7 separate regions of the Mus musculus genome follow, and regions 1, 2, 4, 5, 6 and 7 are each linked to region 3. The links are chromatin contacts, called in public Hi-C, HiChIP or PLAC-seq and promoter capture Hi-C maps. All regions are on one chromosome and are shown on one strand. The core of a region is the stretch at or near the end of the contact, and the rest is flanking DNA. Distances in the headings are between cores, read along the strand shown. Region 1 overlaps Gm33671 (a long non-coding RNA gene). Region 2 has its middle 17 kb from the start of Ahi1. Region 3 holds the start of Mtfr2 (mitochondrial fission regulator 2). Region 4 has its middle 41 kb from the start of Ahi1. Region 5 holds the start of Hbs1l (Hbs1-like (S. cerevisiae)). Region 6 has its middle 5.8 kb from the start of Gm33619. Region 7 holds the start of Myb (myeloblastosis oncogene).

Region 1 (3,214 bases), core at 655-3,154, 880 kb before region 3:
ATAGGACAAAATGGCAACCAACAGATTGGGAAAAGATCTTTACCAACCCTATATCCGATAGAGGGCTAATATCCAATATATACAAAGAACTCCAGAAGTTAGACTCCAGAGAACCAAATAATCCTATTAAAATGGGGTACAGAGCTAAACAAAGAATTCTCAACCGAGGAATATTGAATGGCTGAGAAGCACCTGAAGAAATGTTCAATATCAAAACAACCCTGAGATTCCACCTCATACCAGTCAGAATGGCTAAGATCAAAAACTCAGGTGACAGAAGAAGCTGGCAAGGATGTGGAGAAAGAGGAACATTTCTCCATTGCTGGTGGGATTGCAAGCTAGTACAACAACTCTGGAAATCAGTCTTGTGATTCCTTAGAAAATTGGACATAGTACTACCTGAGGACCCAGCTATCCTATTCCTGGGCATATACCCAAAAGATGCTGCAGCATATAACAAGGATACATGCTCTACTATGTTCATAGCAGCCTTATTTATAATAGCCAGAGGCTGGAAAGAAACCAGATGTCCTTCAACAGAGGAATGGATACAGAAAATGTGATACATTTACACAATGGAGTACTACTCAGCTATTAAAAACAATGACTTCATGAAATTCTTAGTCAAATGGATGGAACTAGAAAATATCATCCTGAGTGAGGTAGCCCAATCACAAAAGAACACACATGGTATGCACTCACTCTTGTGGGCCCCTCTCTTTAGATTTAAATTACCTTAGTCTTCATATCCATGTGTGAATAGGGCTGATTTCTAGATAATGTATTTAATTGATTGATCTGTATGCCATCTTCAAAACTCACCTGATGTATTTTCACGTATAGTGAGACATACCGTGATTTCCTACAGCTGTTTCCTAATTCCTTTTACACGGCTTCTCTTTTAATTTTAGAATTATCTTTATTAAAAATTCTAGTAGCATTTTAGTTAGGTTGATGTAAAGTTGTATAATTTCAAAATGACACGTGTTCTTTTGTAAATGATTTTGAGTCGTCCTGGCATCTTTGTCTGCCTAGGGGAAAGTTGCTGATCTTTTCCTTAGGATAGAGGTTAATATTCGTTCCTTTTAGCACCAAGTATTTTATACTCATTTTATTACTGCTATTTAAAAGAAGGATTTTTTCCTTTTATATTTTTTATATACATCATAGAGAATACTGAATTTTCTGGTGTGAGTGTGAGTGTGTGTGTGTGTGTAAGTGTGTCAGCCCCATGATCCCCAGGTCTTGGATGTTCTAGGCAAACCCTCTCCACTGAGATTTGTCTCCAGCCCCATTCTGCGTAGTAATCTTATATTTTAACAGACTCCTGCCTCAGTGGTTGTAGCCAATCTATTGAGTCTTTTATTAATCTGTGTAAATTACATACATGGTTCTGCTTTAAAATTTGTGTTTTCAATATGTGTTATATATAAATGTGTAATGTATGTATTATGTGTGTACACATGTAATATATATAACACACATAAATGTTTATATAATGCCAGTTTCCATTTATTTAGCAGTGAGTACACTTCTTGGATCTGTTGGGATAATAATATTATATTTTTGTTTTATTTTCAGTTCGAGTCTTTCCAATGATCTAAGAAACCATAAGCATTATTTCCAAAGCCTACGCTGACGGCTCTAGTTTAAAATGCATAATCAAGCTACAGTGCTGTGTTGAAGTCACTGCGGGAAGGGATGCCTATCCTGACTATGCCACACAGTCTGCACCGTGCGTGACAGGTAGTCTAGCTTCCTTGAAGTGCACTGAGACTTGTAATGCAGCCTGCTCTGGCACACAGTCCTGCAGCTTGCAGATGAAGTGCCCAGCTGTGCGGCTGTAAGGCTGAGCTCAGAGGTCAGTTGAACTCTCAGGAGCTCTCATGTGACTACTGCCCTTTTCGATGTACTATCTGCAAGAGCGCATCTGCTTGCCCTCTGTCTGTTACTGGGGAAGGCTGCTGGCCTCTTCCCTGGGCATCCTGATTGTGCTAACTTCCTTCTGTACTGTCAAGATAAGGAACATGTCTTGATTTATCAAGGGTCTCTGTCACCGTCACTTGGATCTTATTAATGACATTTATCAACATGGTGGGTGTATGATCTTTTAATCTCATGACTTGTAAAATACTTTTAAAAAATATCAAATGAGTCTTTCTTTGCTGGAATATATAGGTTATTTTATTTTAATGTAAAAATTAAAATGGAACCAAATGTATTTAGAAATGACATGATGCAGTTTCTGTCTCTAGTGGAGTCTCACTATGAAAAAAATAGATTTCTTCACTTTATTGCATTGAAGAAACTGGATAGGTTATTTAAAAAATTAAAAATTGGACTATCTTTTACTTTTTACACCAAGGTGTCTACAAATACACCAGTGGCTAGAGGTAAGCTATGTTGCAAAAAGGGAAAGGTACAAAGCAAATTGGCTCACTCTTCATAATTTGGGGTGGGGGTGGCATTTCTAAAACCATGAAGAAGCACCCTAAAACTAGCCTAGGAGATTCTACAAACACGTCTAAAGCAAATGAGAACCTGGACTAGCACATTTGCAGTTCATAGCAGAGTGCTCTAAAATCCCTGATGTTATACCGCAAAGGCTCTGCGGAATTGGGAGAAGGGAGAGACCTGGAAAACACCGATTTCCCACAGAAAAGGGAGCAGCGGTCCAGACGTGTGCAATGTGTTCGCCTCTGCTCCAAGCAGGAAAGTGCACACTGTGCTGTCAGCTTAGCAGAGCTCCTCACAGGGGACAAATGGAGGTGACTCTGGGAAAGTCTGAGAAAGTCTCGGAAGCCTGAGAAAATGGCAATTTGCATCCAGTCTTTTCCCGACAAATGTACCTGCTTCTGTATAAAATGGTGAGTCTCCAAGATTATGTTACTGTTGATTATTTTAAAGTTGGGTCGGATAGAGAGTGTTCAGATGTCTGTCAAAGAAAACTATTAAGCCATACTATAATCTCTCCAGAAAATGGAAGAGCAGGCTATTGTGAAAAGAGGTCAAAAGCTTTCTTGAAGTTGGTATAGGAAGGGCTTCAGGACCCCAAAGGATGGATAATCAGAGAGCGAAGATGCAGGTACAGCACTGGTCTTCTAACACTGTTGGTAGGGAATGATTGCTGTCACCACACTGGTTGTGTGACCTGGAGACCTACCACGTTCCAGAGTTAGCTACAAATCTTGATCAAACGCCATGAAAAATATAT
Region 2 (2,876 bases), core at 150-2,649, 590 kb before region 3:
ACAAGCAGCACTCTTCCATCAGTTCCTGATGCCAGAGGTTCCTGCCTTGAATACTTGCCTTGGCTGCCCTGATGATGGAGCCTGTGAGCCAAATAAACCCTTTCCTCCCCAAGTTGCTTTTGGTCATTATGTTATCACAGCAATTGAAGCCAAATTAAGACAAGATCTTTGAATGAGTTCTTAAGATCCATAATTGTAGCAAGATCAATCTATTTGATGTGGTCCATCTATTCCAAAGTTTAACTCATCAAAACTCCCCTAATAGAAACATTTAGCATAACTTTAGGCCAAGTATCTGGACCCACATTAATCAGTTGCATGTGTATGTATATATATGTATATGTGTATGTGTACACATACACACACACACACACACACACACACATGCTTTCTTGATAAAATTCAATAAAATATTACATTTCCCTTTTTTAATGGAATGAAGACATAGAAAGTGCTTTGACCCTTCTCTGTCTACAGTTGATATGAACTGCAGCTGATATGAAAAAGAAATGAGGTAAAACTTTTAGAAAAGGGCTTCTCACAGTGGTGGTGCAAGTCTTTAATCCCAGCACTCAGGAGGCAGAGGTGGGTAGATTTCTGGGTACAATGTCATCCCAATCTACAGAGTGAGTTCCAGGGCAGGGGAGGCTACACAGAGAATCTCTGTCTCAAAAAAACCAAAAAAAAAAAATTTGCCAAGTTTTTTCAAACTGTGGCAATAATGTTTAGTGAGCCCCTATTAAAATGCTAGCTATATGCCAGCTAAAAGTATAGCATACTTACAGGGGCAAGGGTGGGGTAGGGTGTTTCATTTTGGAAGAGGTGATATTCACTATTATAGAAGTGAATTAAGAGTGTTAAAGTAGTTTTAGATTTATTAAAGTTTATTTAAAGTTTATTTAAGGATTGTTTAGTGATGTTTAGTGATGCCTAATGGCAGATGATACAAGACGGGCTCCATGTCTATCTGGGATCCATCTGCTGCCCTAGGTCTGCTACTGAGTGAGTCCTGTATCAACACCTATTGTTACCACCCATATCAAGCCTGTGTTCTCAACCCTAAGCCCATTGTATACCTAGACAATTGTCTCTGTTCTTTGTATGCACATTATTCTCTGCTGGAAATGGATTCCAACCTTGAACCCCAGCCAGATCGTCTGGGTCTGTGAAGCCAACGAGTCTTGCCAACATCTTCTCTCCAGGGGACTTGGATCTTTTCCCAGTGTTCTTCCCTCTGCAGCTCACTGGCGAAGGTCTTATTACAGGCCAGACAACTCCTCCCACTCTTGAGCATAAAGCCATCATCATCAGATAGAGTGTCCCTGGTGCAGCATACCTCCTGGCTCATTTTAGATGATGACTACCAACCGTAATTTGTCTGTGTATTGTCTCCCGATGTAAAACTGGGGAGTTCTATAGTCATGCCCACATGGCTGACTCTCCCCCACCATTGTTGGCTTGCTTCTCTCCTATAGAGAGAGCCACAGTTGCAGTTCTTTCCTGGTTCTCCTGCCCAAACCAATCAGATCACAATAACAAAGAATAAGACTTTCCTTGCTTTTCAACAAGCCTTTAGATTACAATGCATCTTAATCATGCTTATAAGTAACACTTTATCCTTTGTGTAGAATATCAGGCTTCCTACAAAACTGTCATTTTCAAAAATTGCCTAAGATTCGAATATTGCTTTTTGCAAGTAATGTGGTCCTAACCCAACATATCCAACAGGGTTCAGATCAATGGTTGTTCTAACTTCAACAATGGTAAATATTTGTTAAGCTTCTACTATGTTCATGGCACCAGACAAGAACCTATTATAGTGAATTTTCCTTTCCAGAAAAAATAAATTCAAATGTGGAACAGAAAGTCTAGACTCATGAAACTGGACTGACTTTGTGTCTTAGAAATTCAACACACCACAGCTGTGTGCATAAGCCTGGTTCAAACAAGATGACAAAATAAAACATTATTATGGCTAGGCATGTGGTATTGTTTGAAAAAATAGCCATAGTGAAAAGTGCTTTTCAAATGCCTAGCGGAATGCCTAGCGTAGGTACATGCAGGCTGTAACTAAGTTATACACTCTCCAGCTATTCTGGGACATGGCCAGTTGGGAGTACCCTTCCGTTAATCTCAAAACTATTTAAGATGTTCAGTTTTCCAAGTTTTTTCCTTTGAAAGTATATGTGAACTTTATTTGCAATAAAAAAGAAACTCATAGCATTTTATTACTTTTTGACATGCTGTTTCTATTGAATGCCTGTAATAAATCAGATATATGTGTGTGTGTGTGTGTGTGTGTGTGTGTGTGTGTGTGTGTGTGTGTGTGTGTAACAAATGCTGTTTTATAGTGGTGGTCACTGTAGAACACAATTGTATCTTATAATTTTTACTTGCTATAGAAGATAGGGATTTATGTGTGTGAATAAGACAAAAATGAGCCTGACAGAGTCACCATTAAACGTCTTCCAGAACCTTCTGGTGTTGAATTTTAATTATACTCTTGAACAATTCAGAATTGTTGCATTTTGTTTTTCAAATGCACAGAACAGAAAACATACTGAAATATGAAAGTACTAACTAAGCCTTTAAAATATTTTTACAAGCTACATGATGATAATTAAATGAGAAATATCAACATTTAGGTTTTGTACTTCAAATGACACAGCTATGGATGAAGAAAGCCACTGGCTACAGCTGTCCATGAAGACATCTTGCTCAAATAATCTATGATCTAACTTTCAGATTATCCTCACACAATTTTAATATATTTATTTCTTAAGTATTTTGCTCTCTAAGACGTTTTTGGCCCAGACATTATAAAGACCACATTTAATAAGTTAAAAGATAATTTGCACAACAAAATATTTGTTCTT
Region 3 (2,858 bases), core at 141-2,640:
AGAAAATGCTCTACAGACTAGCCTATAGCCTGACTTTTGGAAGGCAATTTCTCAATCAGGGTTCCCTCTTCTCAGATCATTACAGTTTGTGTCAAGTTGAAATGAAACTAGCCAGTCACGATTCATCATCATTGAGGGAAGTCAGGCAGGAATAGAAGCAGAAACCCTGGCTCAGGCTCAACTAGCTTTCTTATACAGCTCAGAACTCATTATCCCAAGAATGGTATCCTCCACAGGGCTGGGCCCTACCACAACTATGAACAGTAAGGACACTCACTTAGAGACAGGGCCACAAGCCAACGTAATCTAAGCTATTTCTTGAGGTTCCTCTCCCCATAAGACTCTAATACCGAGTTGACAATAAAAACTAATCAGGGCAGAGAACATGTTCAAAATGGCACACTGTCCATCTGTAATCAGCCATTGGTAGGTGGTGGTGGGTGGTAACACCCCTGAGCAGGTGGCCCTAATTTTTATAAGAAAGCTGGTGGAACAAGTCAGTTATCAGCATTCCTCCATCAGCTCCTGCCTCCAGGTTCCTGCTTTGTTTTGAGTTTCTGTCCTAACTTCCTCCCATTGGTAGGGGGGGGGGATCAGGAGCTCAAGGAACGCCTGAACTGCATAGTGCCCTGCCTGGCTCAAAGAACAAAAACGACCCAAGAATAGCAGCAAAATCCAGACTTTTAGCCTAAGCTGCACCATATCCTGTCTCAAAGCAACGACAATAACGAGACCCAAAAATAAAGTTAGCAAAATTAATAAAAGACTTTTACCTGGTCTACGGGAACACCAAAATATTCCAGCACGTTTCTTAATATATTTAGAATGAAAGACATTGGTGAAGGAAGTTCAAGAAAACGCTGTTCGTTGGTACCTTAGAAGAGAAGTTATCAATTATTACTCTTGACAGGTAACTGCTACATAGACCGCACTAAGGAAACCACAGAGACCTTTCATGACACCATCAAGTGATTGCTCCTGGAGAGCTATTATTTTGAAGAGAGACTTAAAAGGAAAGAAAGAGCACTTTACTAAATTCCATTGCTATCTTACCGTGTGTGTGTGTGTGTGTGTGTGTGTGTGTGTGTGTGTGTGTGTAAAGGGATTGACAAGCAAATGTGCGACAGCCAAGATCACCATCCCTGGAGCTCTGCTGCCCCTGGAGAGAACCGCCCAGCCGCTCTCTTCACCCCGCGAGGAACGCCACCCGCCCGCGCTTCCGTCCGTCCGTCCGTCACCGGCCACCGACCGGAAGCCGAGGCCTAACGGAGCCCGTGCCACTCACCATCCCGCGGCATTGCACGGCGCCAGGCGGCCGGGGAAACTCTCCGGACGCGACCTACAGCCGCAGAGTAGCTTCTTCCCGGAATCGCTCGCCGCTTCCGACTCGACCCCAGCCTGGAATATCAAGCTTCGCGGGCCGGAGTTCGGAGTCTATCCCTATTGGACGCCGCCGGAGGACGCCGCCGGTGATTGGAAGGGTAAGAGCCAATAGGCGCATTCGAAAGGCGCATGCGCACCGTGCCCCCAGCATTCGGAATTGTGTCTTCTGCCTTTGCAACTTGTGCTTCACTCAGTCCTTTGCCAGTAAGGTGTCAAGCCTTCCCAACATTCAACAAAGAATCCGCCCACTTGTAATTGTTTAGTCATTCTGCGAAAATATCTAGCCGTTATGCTAAATGCTGGGATTACTCATGTTGAGCCACACTGTCCAGTCTAGTTGTTTACATGTCTTAGTGTGTGCACGCTACACATGCACATGCCAAAGTACCTGTTTCAAAGCCAAAGGACAATTTGTGTAGGATCCACGGATAGAACTTGAGACCTCAGGTTTGGTAGCAGGCTGCTTGAGCCATCTCGCTGACCCTAAGGCTTTTTTACACCTTTACCTTTCAAACTTTTGAAAGCTAATGAAAAGCAAAAAAGCTTTAATTAATCAAAACCAAAACAAAACCAAAAAACCCTTGTTTTGTATTGACAGTAAGAGATTATGGAAAGCAGAGTTATATACACTGGTCATAGCTATACTCACCACAACCCAATTCACAAATTGATATTTAATTGTAGTAATGTATTTAATTACAAAACCTCAGTTAAATAACTAAAGATTTGGCATGTCATGAGGACATGAGCATTAAGTTTTGAAATTCTTACATTTTCTTTTCCTTTCTTAGGAATGTTTTAATAATCTTAACAATTGCTGGGAGTGGTTGGCGCATGCCTTTAATCCCAGCACTCGGAGGCAGAGACAGGCGGATTTCTGAGTTCGAGGCCAGCCTAGTCTACAAAGTGAGTTCCAGGACAGCCAGGGCTATACAGAGAAACCCTGTCTCAAAAAACCAAACAAAACAAAAAACAAAAACAAATTACATATATATAAATATATGTATATATATAACATATATATATGAATATATGTATATTCTTAAAAAATAATAAGGCTGGGCATGGTGGTGCACGCCTTTAATCCCAGTACTTGGGAGGCAGAGGCAGGTGGATTTCTGGGTTCGAGGCCAGCCTGGTTAACAGAGTGAGTTCCAGGACAGCCAGGGCCACACAGAGAAACCCTGTCTCAAAAAAACCAAAAATAAAAAATAAAAAATAATACAGCATTTCTGAAAAGAAACAACCAAGACTGTATAAACTCTCTGGAGAAATGTGTTTTTTGGTTTTTGGTTGTTTTGGTTTGTTATTAATGTTTTGGGACATGATCGGAAATTAAAGAAAGTTGGCTTTGAAATGCTGCCTTTCCCTCATTTAAGGATCAGATCAACACAGTTCCTCCAAGTCTGTCCTAAGTGTGTGTGTGATGTCTTCTGAGAAGCCACCGCGGGTGCCAGCAATAGCATAAACTGTTT
Region 4 (2,931 bases), core at 179-2,678, 560 kb before region 3:
GTTTTGAAAGTATTTATGTATAAACCATGTGCATATATATGCGACTACGTGAGTTAATGCATACTACGTGCATGCAGAATCCCAGGGAAGCCAGATGAATGTGTTTTATGTCCTGGAACTGGAGTTATAAACAGTTGTGAGGCCCTGTGTGGGTGCTGGGATCTGAACCTGGGACCTCTTCTAGAGCAGCTGGTGCCCCCGAGCGCCATGTGAAAGGCTTTGTATAGTTGTATTATCTGTATTCGGAGACCTATTCAGTGTGTCACACATACATTTACAGTGGTAAAGATAATGAAAATAGCTTAAAGGTATATGGCAACTTGCTTAAACCTTGTTGTTTCCTTTTACTTTTTAAATATCCTATTAAATTATCCCTACTATATAATACGGTACCAAATACCATATACATATATATGTTTATATATACTTTTAAACCCTATTTAGATGATTTTATTAAGAAGCATAGTTAACAAATTAAAACTTGTAGTAGTTTTTATAGTTCTTGTTACAGATAGAAAAACTATATATTTTGTAGACTATATAATTTATATTTTATGTACACAATGTTTATTTACATTGTATATAATATATACAATATACACAGATATAATAATATATTCTATGCTGTATATTCTATATCTTGTATATGACTCGTATGTACAATATAATATAATGTGTATAATATTTTATTTAATGTATATATTTTTGTACATAATAAATTATATACATTTAGATTGATCAGCAATATAGAAAACAGACCACTACTAAAGTAGAATTTTAAGAAACTATTTTTAATACTACATTATTATTTTTATTTTGTTTTGTTTTAAACTGGCAGTTTTGGTAGAATGCATCCAATTGAAATATTCTTACAGATGGACAAAATGTAGTAAGATATCCAAGAAGTTTTGGGTGGAATTGAACAGCAAGGGGGAGGATAAGAAAGAGTTCTCTTGGGTGTGAGATGGGAGACAGAAAGGTTTCTTTAAAAATATTTTTCCTACATTTTGGATTCTGGTTTTAAAAACTTGATTTTTATTCCTGTACCATGACTCTGTTTGGAAAGACAATTCTTACCACCTGCCATTTCAATAAAATGTTTACTAGTTTTGTCCCAGAGTCCACTCACTTCTGTGAGTCAGATAAGGGCGTTTGTGAAGTTTAATCTCCACGTGCTGTCACCAGAAGTCAGTGACCAGAGAGCCTGCTGAGGAGACTGTTTTTGAATCGAAAGCTCAACTTTGGAGATTACAGCCAAGTTTTTGCTGTTGTTTGTTTGTTTGTTTTTGTTTGTTTGTTTTAGGTCACACAATTTCTGGTGCTCAGAGGTCCTGAGAGTCCAATGGTCTTTTGCCGTTTGGCTACTGGTAAATTAGAACCTGTGATGCACCTGCTTTGTAATCAGCACTAGACAGAAGGAAGTAACATAGCCAGGAGCTCAGTAGCTCACACACGAGGGAAAGTCTGCCACAGACATACACTGAAAGGTGTGTGTACGCGTGCGTGTGTGTGTACATGCATGTGTTCGAGCACATGCACATGGGGTGCTTTTGTGTGTATGTACCTATATGTATGTGGGCAAAAAGCAAAGGCACCTGAGTTACATTGTCATCCAAATAATGCAGAAGCAAGGGAGACACTGTGGCTCAGTTGTAACTGTTGCCTTTGCAATGCTTTGCAACTGAAACATCAACAAAGGCCATGGGTTAGAGATCTGGTCTACCTCATGGTACTGTTGGAAAGCGTTGGAAGCTTCAAGAGGTGGGAGCTTAGCAGGGCTTTAGGTCACTGAGGATGTATCTTGGGGAGGAGGTGGCTGTGGGACTCCAGTCTCTTCCTCTTTCTCTGCTCTGCTTCCTGACTACAAGCTGTGTAGCTGGTGGTTGCTCTCTGCTCCCCACCATGATGTGGTCTTGCCACAGGTCTCAGAGCAATAATGGGCTAATTGATCAGACCCAGAAAGTTCCAAAACCATGAGGCAAAAATCATTCATTTCTCTTCATAATTGCTTATTTCAAGTATCTGAAGTAACTTCAGAAAGCTGACTAGCATAGCCTGGAAGGCCTGTATTTTTCTCTACCCAGGACTGTGTGTGTGGTTACTGGTTCTGCTACTTAAAACTAAGCATAAGATGAATATTAACTAAAGGGGGAAAACATATTCTGTGTGGGCATATTTGTGTTCAGCAGTTAAAACAGGTCTGGTGGCACAGCAAATGGCATGCAGGTCTGAGTGTTTCTGCTTTTACAGATTGACAGAATTACGGCTTGCAGATAAACTAGAATATCCAGAGAAGAGGAGCTGGAGAGATGGCTTGGCGGTTAAGAGCATAAACCTCTCTTGCAGAGGAGCTGACTCCCAGTATCCAATCACCTTTGAGTCTAATTCCAGGGGGATCCAATGACTCTGGCCTCTGCAGGCCCCACATTCACATGCAAATACTTCCATAAACATAGCTTTAAAAATGAATATGAAAATGGATGCCAGAGTGGCAAGAATGGTTGATAGGACTGCACCCGGAAGATAGCTCACTCGCTCACTCACACGCGGCTGATCAGGCTATAGAGACTGGAGGACACAGAGCCAGGACTCATGGGGCACAGTTCTCACTCAAATGACCACACATATATGAATGCACTTAATACACAAAACTTTACATTTTACAGTGGTTCAGATGACAAATCTCATGCTCTGTGGATTCTGCCACAGTCATGAGCTAGAGGGCTTGAAAATAATGGTGTATTTCAGAACATTGCAGACAACTCATGACAAACCAGTCTTTGGAACCTTATCCATTTTTATGGTGTGCATTTTATAGCAAAATTTAAAAATATAAGATCTTTCCTATTTGCAAGATTTAGTTTCATTTCTTATTTTTATTCCTAAGTTTGGCCATTGACATTAGTTATTAAGCTCTATAAATATTCAAAA
Region 5 (2,988 bases), core at 305-2,804, 950 kb before region 3:
AACATCCCAAGACAGGCTACGCTTGCTTATGATGTCACTGATTGTTACAAAGGAATCAAACCTGACCTCAGGTAGCCAAGGTAAGAAGGTATTCGGCACTCAGAGGCTACACAGAAATCCCAGCCCTTCCCTTCTAATTTAGACCCTCTCTTTTGCATCGTTTCTATATTACTGTCATCACACTGTGGAATCTCTCATGCTTTAACCAGCTGTTACTGTAAACAGTCCTCATGTGTTAAGCAGTACCCTTAAATAGTCAATTATCACTGGCTGAGGAAATATATTGGTAATAAATGTCCCTTATTTCACAGCTACACAATCTCTTCCAGACTAAAGTCATTTCTTAGTGGTAGTGGTCCACCAGGCCTTTTATACAGACACTATGTATTCTTACAGTGAATGCCTGCCAAGTAAGATATTCCAGGCAGACTGGGTCAAAGTCTCCAGATGCAGCCCAGGTTGTTGGTTGGTCAAACCTGTTGAGGACACTGAAGCTCACAATCCCCCCAAAGGGGGTGTTAATAACAACCGCCTGCGTAAACATTGCATCTTCTCCATTTTAAAAAGCAGCAGGTCTTTAGGATTCTTGCATCACTTTACATTTGTGTTTATTTTTAGCTTCTGTGATGCTAAATGATGCTTATTATCATCCACTCAATGCCAACAAACTGCGAGTCCCTTTTTCATGACCTCCCCGCTGGTGTTATTTTTCCATTTCCTTTTTAAAATCAATCTACATTAAGCACTGTTTGCCAATAACTGAATTTATACACCTGAACATCAGCAAATCGACCCAATTTCTTGAGCCCTTTTAAACAAGAATCTTTTCTGTTTCTCACGTCCCCAGTTTTGAAATCCGTTGGAAAAAAATGGAGCAGTCAAAAACGCAGGGACACGGGGACAACGAAATAAATCTGACGTTTGTAGTAGGCCGGCCGCAGGTAAGCGCTAAGCCAGCCTCTTTTCTAACTACGGCCTCGTGGGCTTGTCTGAAGGAGGGCTTATGAGACAGACGTCAGGAACTCATTGCGGGATCCCCGCAGGAAACAGGGAAAGAAGAGGTGACGCTTGGATACGAACAGCATCGGATCCCGACCTCGCCACACCTATGGGCCCTGGAGATGCTACACCCCTGCCCGGTCGGTGAACTAGCTCAGCTAGGAGGCAGACAACACGCCGGCTTCCTCCCCGGGTGTTCCTCTCAGGTCCTGCTCGCTCTCCGCCCGCTCCCTCTCCGCCGAAGATCCCATTGCGAGCGTGGCTCCGGGGTCCATGCTCGATTCCAGGGAGATGTAAAGCGGCCATGGAGACAGCTGGAAGAGCTAAGGTCACGGCCGGCGCGGCCTTACCACCCACCTTCATCGTAGTTATATCCCCGGACGTTCCGATGCCGGGCCATCGCGCACAGACGGCGCCTGCCGCCGTCCCTTCCAGAAAAACTCGGCTCAGAAACCGACGAGGCGCAGACCGCGGGCGGAACACCTCTGCCGCGCCATCTTGTCTTCCGCCAGGCCTCTGCGCCGAGCGTCCGCGCATGCGCGACGTCATACCTGCGCACTTGGCGACGGCAAGCTCTCGGGGTCACTGCGGGCCTCCCGGGAACGCGTGCGCGCTCGCGAACTGGCGGGGGGGGGGGGGGGGCGAGGTCCCGCCCACAAGCGAATTGACTGACGTGGACTTCAAGGCCAGAAATGAAGCAACCAGAGGGTTGTTGAGCGGGATCCTTCACCTACACCGGTTTTCAGGATTATTTCCCAACTTTGGTTTTTGATCATCTGAAAAGCTGCCTATTTCGCTCAGTAAAAACAAGGACTTTGTTTCAGCTTTTAAGCCTTAGTAAACACTATAGGCAATCAATAAACGTGTAAATTTGGCATAATAATTAGTCCAAGCTGTAGAGGGAACTTTTTGAATGAGTAATTTTAGCTTTGAAATGTAGCCACACTGGGTCAATATGCTTCGCATGTAACTCATGGCTTCAGGTATGGGCTCCATATTAAATTCATTAACAGCTCTGGTAAACAACTGTCTGACCTTAGCTTTGTAAAATATTTCATTAGCACGAATTAATTAAGAAGGAAGCCTTAGACATTGATTGAATACATAAATATGTGAACTTGCTAAGGGTGTTTAGTACAGCTTTTCAGACACAGAACTAGCCTTGGGTGCTTATGATGTAATAATAACACATAAATCTATAACCTGTTATTAAACATCCTTGTTTCATACAACATAAGGCTAATAATGCTGTGTAAAAAACATCAACCTTATTATCACACTGAACAAACCATTTTATTGTAGCTTGTGCTTTCAATGCCAAGACCTGGAATCAAAGGCGAATGTCTAACACCACCTTACTCAGCTTTTCTAATCCACAACAATGAGGATAACACAAATTAAATCCATATTTGTAAAGGGCTCAGATTTGAGTTCTGACTGACTACCCAATGGTGTTCTTAACTCACAATGTTTCATATGGCTCCAAGGCAAAACTTTATAGACAAAAAAAAAAAAAAGTAGATGCTAATTTTATGATTTTTAAGTGTTTTATTTTATACCTTTAAATAATTTCCACATTGCAGCCTATTTCTTTGTAAGTGAAGATATTATCTTATACATTATCAAATTCATAAATAATATTTGCCCATGTAAGAGGACTTAGCACAGGACATTAAGTGCTAAAGAGTACTAAATGTGCTGGACCTGGTGGCTCAATTCCTTTAATCTTGGTACTCTGTAGACAGGGACAGGAGGACCAGGAATTCAAGGTCATCCTTGGCTACACAGGGAGTTCCAGGCCAACCAGCACTGTTGAGACCCTGTCTCAACGTCACGTACATAAAACTTAAAAACCAGGGTCAGCTTCTATCCCACTGTAAACGTGAATGCTGTTAATTACAAGTCACTGATGCGGCTATTGAAGTAAATGAGTTATAAACCGACCACATAACTAGTAGGGTGAATAAGAAAACAATCCTGCCTCAGACA
Region 6 (2,866 bases), core at 324-2,823, 840 kb before region 3:
GGTTGTGTAGCACTAAGGGGAAAAGCGGCTGAATTTTCCCTGGCTGTATATTTCCCTAAGAATGAGGCAGCCCTCCCTCCAACCCAGCAGCTTCGTCTATATCTTAAAATATCGCAAAAAGAATCCTTGCACCCAGAGTCTGTGCTCATGTGGACATTTAGCCAAGAGAGGAAGAGGAATGGGAAAAAGAGGAGGAAAAAAGAGGAAGAGAGGGGGAAGACAGGGGAAGAGGAAAGAGGAAGACAGAGGGGAGGGATAGAACAGGAGAGGGAGATAGGAGACAAGGCTCAGTCTACTCTGTGCCCAGGAGGGCGGGCTGTGCCCAGCAGGCTGTAACCTGGATGAGCAGGAAGCCTGCAGCAACATGCCTGTGTCCAGGGTTCCAGACCTGGGCAGGGTAGGGATAAGAGTCTCATTTTAATTATGCCAAGGAGTCTGCCCTGGAAGAATGGAATCTCAGCAACAGAAGATTGTAAATGGAACTGGGCTTAGTCCTGGCAGCAAGAGAGCTGCTGTCTTTCCTTCTCAAGGCAGCAACAAACCCGCCATTGCTTAGGGGAAACGTGGAGTCTCTGTAAAATGACACAGAATAAAAAACCAAGATGTAAAGGCTGCTTCAGCATATGGCCTACACTGAAGCCGAATTATCATTTCAAAGATCTTGAATCCTCCTGTTGCTGAGGCCCAGGCCCCTTGGCTTTCTTCCGTTTCCATTATCTTTCTCTTTTCATAAACAAAACCATTCGAACACCAACACCAAATAGAAAAACCCCTCCCCCTCTCCCTCCCCCTCCCGTCTCCCCACTGGGACCCCACCTCTGTCTTCCCAACGCTCTGGCAAGCTTTCAGTTTGAACTCTTGTGCTGCCTCTGTTCTCACTGGAAGCTGGCTGCTGAGTATGGACTCTGCACCCTGTATCCCACAGCCTTGCTCTCTACCCTCTACCCACTCTGCCTCACCTTCATCGGGTCAGGAGCCAGAACCAGGACATCATTTATCACCTTCTCAACAGCATCAGCACCAAGCACTCATACCCACCTTGAACTCCTGATTGCCCTCACTGATGGTCTCTCCTGGTAGGGCTCTCGAAGCTCTGATTGATATCTACCCATTTCCACCCCAGCTTCTATAATAATATCAGGGAGGAAGAGAAGAGAGTAAAGGAGAGGACGGGATGCTAAAGCCAGAATACCAGGTGGCATCTTTCAAACCTGATTAGTTGTCTGATAGTTGCCAGGAGTCAGGATTGTTTCCTCCCAATGTTGCAAATCTCAGGTCTAGACCATGTCATAGTCTGGTTCTAGAAACGTCTCCACGTTTTTTAATACAGAATAACTAACCCAGAAAAGAGGGGCCGGCCAATTCTTATGATGTAAATAGACCCACCTTATCCAGCTTTGAGCTACAAACTAAATGTCGCTAAATGTGCAGTTGGGAAGGCATGTATGTAGACTGGCTTTCAGATATAAACATGATATAAATACGAGCTGGCTCCAGTGCCCCAGTGGCTTCACACACTGTCCCACTCTGTGACAGGCCGGGCCACCTGGGTCTCTTTCAATTCCCTTTACTGGCACTGCTTCCTCATGCACCAGGCTGCCTCGCTTTCTGTTCCTTCTGCTCATTCCTTCCTTTTCATCTAGTCCGTGACTGCTCCTCCCTCCGTTCTCAGCACAACCATGACTTTTACAGGCAAGCTTTTTCTGACCTCGCCACCAGTCCGGTCAAGTGCCTAATCCTAGACTCTCATTGTGCCGTGCCCCGTTCCTTTGTAGAATATGTCACAGGTATAATTTGACACTTGTTCAATTGATCATCTGATTACTGTCTGTCTCCCTTCCTGGAGGGCAAGCCCCGGCTGGTCAGGCTGGGTCTGCTGTTGTTTATGCTGTGTTCCCAGCTCTTGCCCTCCAAAGAACTTCTACGTGGTGACAACTAACTGACTGTCTGAGCATCATACCTCTTTCTCCAAGCCTGATTCGTCATGAGCTAGAAGGTGAAAGTCACTTCTCTTCTCCAACACTACCATACCCAGGAGTGTTTTGTTCTCTCTGAGAGCCTCTACCAGCAGCTGACTGAGACAGAAGCAGATACTTACAGCCAACCAACTCTGAGGAAGAGTTGGGGGAAGGACTGAAGGAGCTGAAGGGGGTGGCAACCCCATAGGAAGAACAACAGTGTCAACTAACCTGGATCCCTAAGAGCTCCCAGAGTCTAAGCCACCAAATCAAAGAGTATACAAGGGCTGGTCCATGGCCCCTGCTGGTACATACTCAGCATAGGGCTCCCTGGTCTGGCTGCAGTGGGAGAGGATGTTTCTAGTCCTGTAGAGACATGATGCCCCAGGGAAAGGGGATGCTGGGAGGAGGGGCACCTTCTCAGAGGTCAAGGGGAAGGAAGATGGGGGAAGAAACTCTACAAAAGGGGACTAGGATGGGAGACAACATCTGGGATGTAAAAAAATAAAATTAATTAATTAATTAAAAGAAGCATTCTCTTCTCTGTTTTCCTATTGCTGAAACCCAAGGCCCTGCTTGCTATGCAGGCATTCTGCCACTAAGCCTGGTCCTCAGCCTTTAAGGAGCATTCTCTAGATCAGACTGCTCCAAATGTGACTCTGCAGCAAACGCTTCATATCTAAAGAACCGCACACACAACACGCCTGAAGAGGAGGTTCTAGAAATCTTAAGATGTGTAGCAATGCCTCGTGTGGTCATGGGCAGCTTCTTCGATGTATTGCCATGTTTTTTGTTTGTTTGTTTGTTTGTTTGGTTGGTTGGTTGGTTGGTTTTTCGAAACAGGGTTTCTCTGTGCAGTCCTGGCTGTCCTGGAACTCACTTTGTAGACCAGGCTGGCCTCGAACTCA
Region 7 (3,065 bases), core at 107-2,606, 810 kb before region 3:
GAACTCCTAAAAGATTAAAGGCAAAATAAATTGGTGTGTATTGAGAATGAAAAGAAAAATCCCCAAGGGTACTGATTTATAAACAGAAGTAACACTGAAAGTCCCCTGAAATCCCCCAATCACCAATCCTTATAAATTCAGCACTTTGCACATCGCTCCTTTGGGAACCTGTAGTTAAAGTTACAGGGATACCTTCGCTGACTTGTGGCTGGTAAACTCTTCAAATTACACCCAACAGGGTCCTTACTGTTTAGCTCAATGGTTCTCAGCCTTCCTTTAAAGGGTCTCAGCTGCGACCCTTTAATACAAGTTTCTCATGTGGTGGCCCCAAACATAAAATTATTTTCATCAGTATTTTATAACTGTAATCTTGCTACTTATGAATCATAATGTAGAGATCAGATATATATCAAACGTACAAGATAACAGTCGAGCAATCCCAAGTGGGTCGGGACCCACAGGTTGAGAACCAGTGGTATGGGTTTGGTTTAAAAAAAAAATGAATCAGGAGTGCACAAGTTCCTGAGAACTGCTAGGGGTTGTTTGTTTGGGATCCAGTAGGTTTGTCCAGCAAGTGTTTGACGCAGGACCCAGGACCCGAGCGCACTCTGCAGAGGCAGAAGTGCGTGGTAGGCACCTCCTAGGGTGGGTGGGCCCGGCGTGTGTCTAAGTGAGGGAGGAAGGGCTTATGACAAAAAGCCGGTGGTGTGTGGGCTGCAGGATCTGGGAGGAGATTGAAAAATGAGCCCGGGGCTCGATCTGTCAAAGGCTGTAGCCACAGGGCTGACTGTATTTAAGTATCCTTTGTCGCTTACCAGTGAATTAAAGATGTCCCTTTAAAATTAAAACATGAAAAACTGGACCTAGTCAAAAATCGTTGGGGGTTGGGGAAGTACGCTCACTCTATTCAACCGATCATCCCTCACACTCTCTGCTCCCGGGTGTGTTGAAGTCGGGGCGCAGTTGAAACCCTGAAGGCAGAAGTGTGTCACCCAACCCCATCGAGGTGCCCTTGAATGGAAGCGCTGCTGATTCGGGCTCGGGAGCCCCGGAGCCTACGGAGAGGAGCGACCGCGTAGCCCCGAAAGCGGTAACAGCGGGACCCGGTGTGAGCCGGCGCCACCCGGCCACGGAGCGGGGTTTGCGCAGGAAAAGGCGCCACCGCGGCCCCGGCCGCCCCTCCCCAGCCCGGGCTCCCCGCCCGCCCGCCGTCCCGGCCGCGCTGCGCGCCAGGAGCAGCTCCGCGGCGCGAGAGGCGAATGGGAGCGGCGGCCAGGCGGGCTGCAGCTCGGGCGACCGCGGAGGCGGCGGGCAGGGCGCGTGCGCACTGCAGGGGCGCCAGATTTGGCGGGAGGGGGAGTGTCCAAACCTCTTTGTTTGATGGCATCTGTTTACAGAGTTACACTTTAATATCAACCTGTTTCCTCCTCCTCCTTCTCCTCCTTCTCCTCCTCCTCCTCGGTGACCTCCTTCTCCTCCCCTTTCTCCGGAGAAACTTCGCCCCGGCGGTGCGGAGCGCCGCTGCGCAGCCGGGGGAGGACGCAGGCAAGGCGGAGGGCAGCGGGAGGCGGCAACCGGTGCGGTCCCCGGGGCTCTTGGCGGAGCCCCGGCCCGCCTCGCCATGGCCCGGAGACCCCGACACAGGTAATGGGGAGGCTGAGAGGGCGGCCTCGGGCTAGGGCGCGCGGGGATCCAGGCATCCCGGAGCAGGTGGGAATGCCTTCCCTGTTGGTTTGCGGGGCTGTCAGCCAGTGGCAGAAGACACTCGGGAGAAGGATGAATGGAAAACTCTGCGAGAAGCGCACGGGTATAGTGGGAAGCATGCCCTGAGGCTCTTTTTTATTTTATTTCCCTTTTTCTTTCTTTTTTCTTTTTCTTTTTGCAAGTTGCTCGGGGATTCGTTTCTCTTTGGGGGGTGGGGTGGGGGGGGGGCTCGGCACTCTTCAGCCGAGGACTGAACGGTTCCATCAGACCCGAGGAGCCCACCAGGTGTTTGGCTTGATGCCCCGAGTGTCGGCGAGGGAGTCGCAGCCTAATTGCTGCATGCATTGAGGTGTGTTTGCACTTGAAGAGCATATGGCAGATATAGGGAAAGGCCGGGTTGTTTAGTAGCTGCAGGTAGTTCATTTAAATTTCATTCATTCATTATGGAGGCGAGAGAGGTGTCAGCTGACAGGCAGGCAGCTGCAAAGATTTTAGGGGGACAAAATGGGTTTGCAGATTGTTTTAAACCCAGCCGTTTGAAGATTCTTGTACTTGTTATGGAAGAAGCTTTTGCAAACACTGCACGCGCCCGCGTCGCACATGTCACCGCACCGGCCGAGATGATGCGTGCACTCTCTTTCCATTTTGGCCCCACCTTCGGGAAGAGGGATCCTCTCGGAACTGTCAGTTGCTGGCGCTCAAGTCCGGCCCGACTCGGGGTTTCCCGAGGACACGCCGGGGCTCCCAGAGAGCAACAGATGCGGGGCTTAGCTCGGTGGCGGTCGCCACTCGGCGCAAAGTGCTGGAGGCAGGCGGCACCCAAGGCAGCTGCAGTGCACCCCGGGCGATGTCGCCGCTCTTCTCCTGGGCCGCGCACACGTGGAAGCAGCTGAGGTCGCCGCTGCTCCCAGCACTCTGCTCCAGCTGCTTTTGGTGGCCCGCCTCTGGCAAAGCCACCGACCGACCGACCCTAAGGAAGATTCGGGGGGGGGGGGGGGAGTCCGCGGAGACACAGTCTATCCGCGCCCGCCTTTCCACTCGTGGTTTGATTTTCGCTAAACAATCTGTTCTCTCTCTTTCTTTCCTTTCTTTCTTTCTTTCTTTCTTTCTTTCTTTCTTTCTTTCTTTCTTTTTTTTTGGGGGGGGGGGGGAGCCATCAGGACCTGGCCATGCAGGGCGCGGGCTCTGGGAAGTTGCAGGAGCGTGGGCGTGGGCCCTGCCGCGCACCCTCGGGATGGGCCAGGCGGGGAGCGGCAACCGCTGGGCATCGGAACAAGAAGGGGGTGAATTGGGGAGACCTTGAATCTTGGCTCCCAGTGCCTGGCCCCGGGCCTGCCGCGCCAGCCTAAGTGCCACCCTTT

The links. Promoter capture Hi-C pulls out the DNA fragments that hold promoters and counts their contacts. Hi-C and Micro-C count contacts between places; a contact is called where the count stands out from the background. HiChIP or PLAC-seq counts read pairs in DNA pulled down with a chosen protein or histone mark.
Region 1: a contact with region 3 is called in a promoter capture Hi-C map of the HPC-7 cell line. The contact joins the enhancer-like site here to the promoter of Mtfr2 in region 3. A contact is called at or near these places in 4 of 39 promoter capture datasets (the C10 cell line, the HPC-7 cell line, cranial neural crest and 1 more) and 2 of 115 datasets of contacts at active chromatin or transcription factors (acute myeloid leukemia and bone marrow-derived macrophages).
Region 2: a contact with region 3 is called in a promoter capture Hi-C map of neural stem cells. The contact joins the enhancer-like site here to the promoter of Mtfr2 in region 3. A contact is called at or near these places in 15 of 39 promoter capture datasets (the C10 cell line, the HPC-7 cell line, Sertoli cells and 11 more), 39 of 484 Hi-C or Micro-C datasets (the AML12 cell line, the C10 cell line, CD8 T cells and 29 more), 16 of 115 datasets of contacts at active chromatin or transcription factors (the 230-238 cell line, acute myeloid leukemia, bone marrow-derived macrophages and 12 more) and 3 of 9 other capture datasets (adipose tissue, liver and macrophages).
Region 4: an H3K4me3 HiChIP or PLAC-seq map of bone marrow-derived macrophages shows a contact between it and region 3, with 7 times the contacts expected there. The contact joins the enhancer-like site here to the promoter of Mtfr2 in region 3. A contact is called at or near these places in 9 of 39 promoter capture datasets (the C10 cell line, the HPC-7 cell line, cranial neural crest and 6 more), 7 of 484 Hi-C or Micro-C datasets (the AML12 cell line, bone marrow-derived macrophages, cerebral cortex and 4 more), 11 of 115 datasets of contacts at active chromatin or transcription factors (the 230-238 cell line, acute myeloid leukemia, bone marrow-derived macrophages and 8 more) and 1 of 9 other capture datasets (liver).
Region 5: a promoter capture Hi-C map of embryonic stem cells shows a contact between it and region 3, with 9 times the contacts expected there. The contact joins the promoter of Hbs1l here to the promoter of Mtfr2 in region 3. A contact is called at or near these places in 9 of 39 promoter capture datasets (the 3T3-L1 cell line, embryonic stem cells, erythroid cells and 4 more), 6 of 484 Hi-C or Micro-C datasets (LSK cells, Sertoli cells, cortical neurons and 3 more), 8 of 115 datasets of contacts at active chromatin or transcription factors (the 230-238 cell line, astrocytes, effector CD8 T cells and 3 more) and 3 of 9 other capture datasets (adipose tissue, embryonic stem cells and liver).
Region 6: a Hi-C map of pre-B cells shows a contact between it and region 3, with 4 times the contacts expected there. The contact joins the enhancer-like site here to the promoter of Mtfr2 in region 3. A contact is called at or near these places in 6 of 39 promoter capture datasets (the C10 cell line, cranial neural crest, hippocampal neurons and 2 more), 2 of 484 Hi-C or Micro-C datasets (palatal mesenchyme and pre-B cells), 2 of 115 datasets of contacts at active chromatin or transcription factors (bone marrow-derived macrophages and pro-B cells) and 3 of 9 other capture datasets (adipose tissue, macrophages and pancreatic islet).
Region 7: a promoter capture Hi-C map of neutrophils shows a contact between it and region 3, with 5 times the contacts expected there. The contact joins the promoter of Myb here to the promoter of Mtfr2 in region 3. A contact is called at or near these places in 15 of 39 promoter capture datasets (3T3-L1-derived adipocytes, the C10 cell line, the HPC-7 cell line and 10 more), 1 of 484 Hi-C or Micro-C datasets (embryonic stem cells), 5 of 115 datasets of contacts at active chromatin or transcription factors (the 230-238 cell line, craniofacial prominence, large pre-B cells and 2 more) and 2 of 9 other capture datasets (adipose tissue and macrophages).

What each region holds. Positions count from the first base shown.
Region 1 is chr10:21,227,406-21,230,619 of GRCm38.p6, reverse strand. It overlaps Gm33671 (a long non-coding RNA gene), which reads right to left. Exons shown (of 4, transcript XR_380153.2): 4 at 2,162-3,214. Gm33728 (a long non-coding RNA gene) reads left to right here. Exons shown (of 4, transcript XR_380155.3): 4 at 1,582-2,170. Among named protein-coding and RNA genes, the nearest start is that of Gm33671, 13 kb to the right of the region's middle. Within about 2 kb of position 1,904, at least 22 of the 459 cell types and tissues checked have an H3K27ac peak or open chromatin away from gene starts, as enhancers often do. A contact at or near this core is called in the HPC-7 cell line, where this site is marked.
Region 2 is chr10:20,933,759-20,936,634 of GRCm38.p6, reverse strand. No RefSeq gene overlaps it. Among named protein-coding and RNA genes, the nearest start is that of Ahi1, 17 kb to the left of the region's middle. Within about 2 kb of position 1,399, at least 11 of the 459 cell types and tissues checked have an H3K27ac peak or open chromatin away from gene starts, as enhancers often do. A contact at or near this core is called in the N1E-115 cell line, neural progenitor cells and neural stem cells, where this site is marked.
Region 3 is chr10:20,346,351-20,349,208 of GRCm38.p6, reverse strand. It overlaps Mtfr2 (mitochondrial fission regulator 2), which reads right to left and starts at 1,390. Exons shown (of 7, transcript NM_027930.3): 1 at 1,286-1,390; 2 at 774-874. The coding sequence starts at 1,298.
Region 4 is chr10:20,910,453-20,913,383 of GRCm38.p6, reverse strand. No RefSeq gene overlaps it. Among named protein-coding and RNA genes, the nearest start is that of Ahi1, 41 kb to the left of the region's middle. Within about 2 kb of position 1,428, at least 25 of the 459 cell types and tissues checked have an H3K27ac peak or open chromatin away from gene starts, as enhancers often do. A contact at or near this core is called in the HPC-7 cell line, bone marrow-derived macrophages and fetal liver, where this site is marked.
Region 5 is chr10:21,294,545-21,297,532 of GRCm38.p6, reverse strand. It overlaps Hbs1l (Hbs1-like (S. cerevisiae)), which reads right to left and starts at 1,554. Exons shown (of 18, transcript NM_019702.2): 1 at 1,357-1,554. The coding sequence starts at 1,399.
Region 6 is chr10:21,191,353-21,194,218 of GRCm38.p6, reverse strand. No RefSeq gene overlaps it. Among named protein-coding and RNA genes, the nearest start is that of Gm33619, 5.8 kb to the right of the region's middle. Within about 2 kb of position 1,573, at least 44 of the 459 cell types and tissues checked have an H3K27ac peak or open chromatin away from gene starts, as enhancers often do. A contact at or near this core is called in adipose tissue, pre-B cells, pro-B cells and 1 more, where this site is marked.
Region 7 is chr10:21,159,275-21,162,339 of GRCm38.p6, reverse strand. Myb (myeloblastosis oncogene) reads left to right here and starts at 1,356. Exons shown (of 16, transcript NM_001198914.1): 1 at 1,356-1,644. The coding sequence starts at 1,622.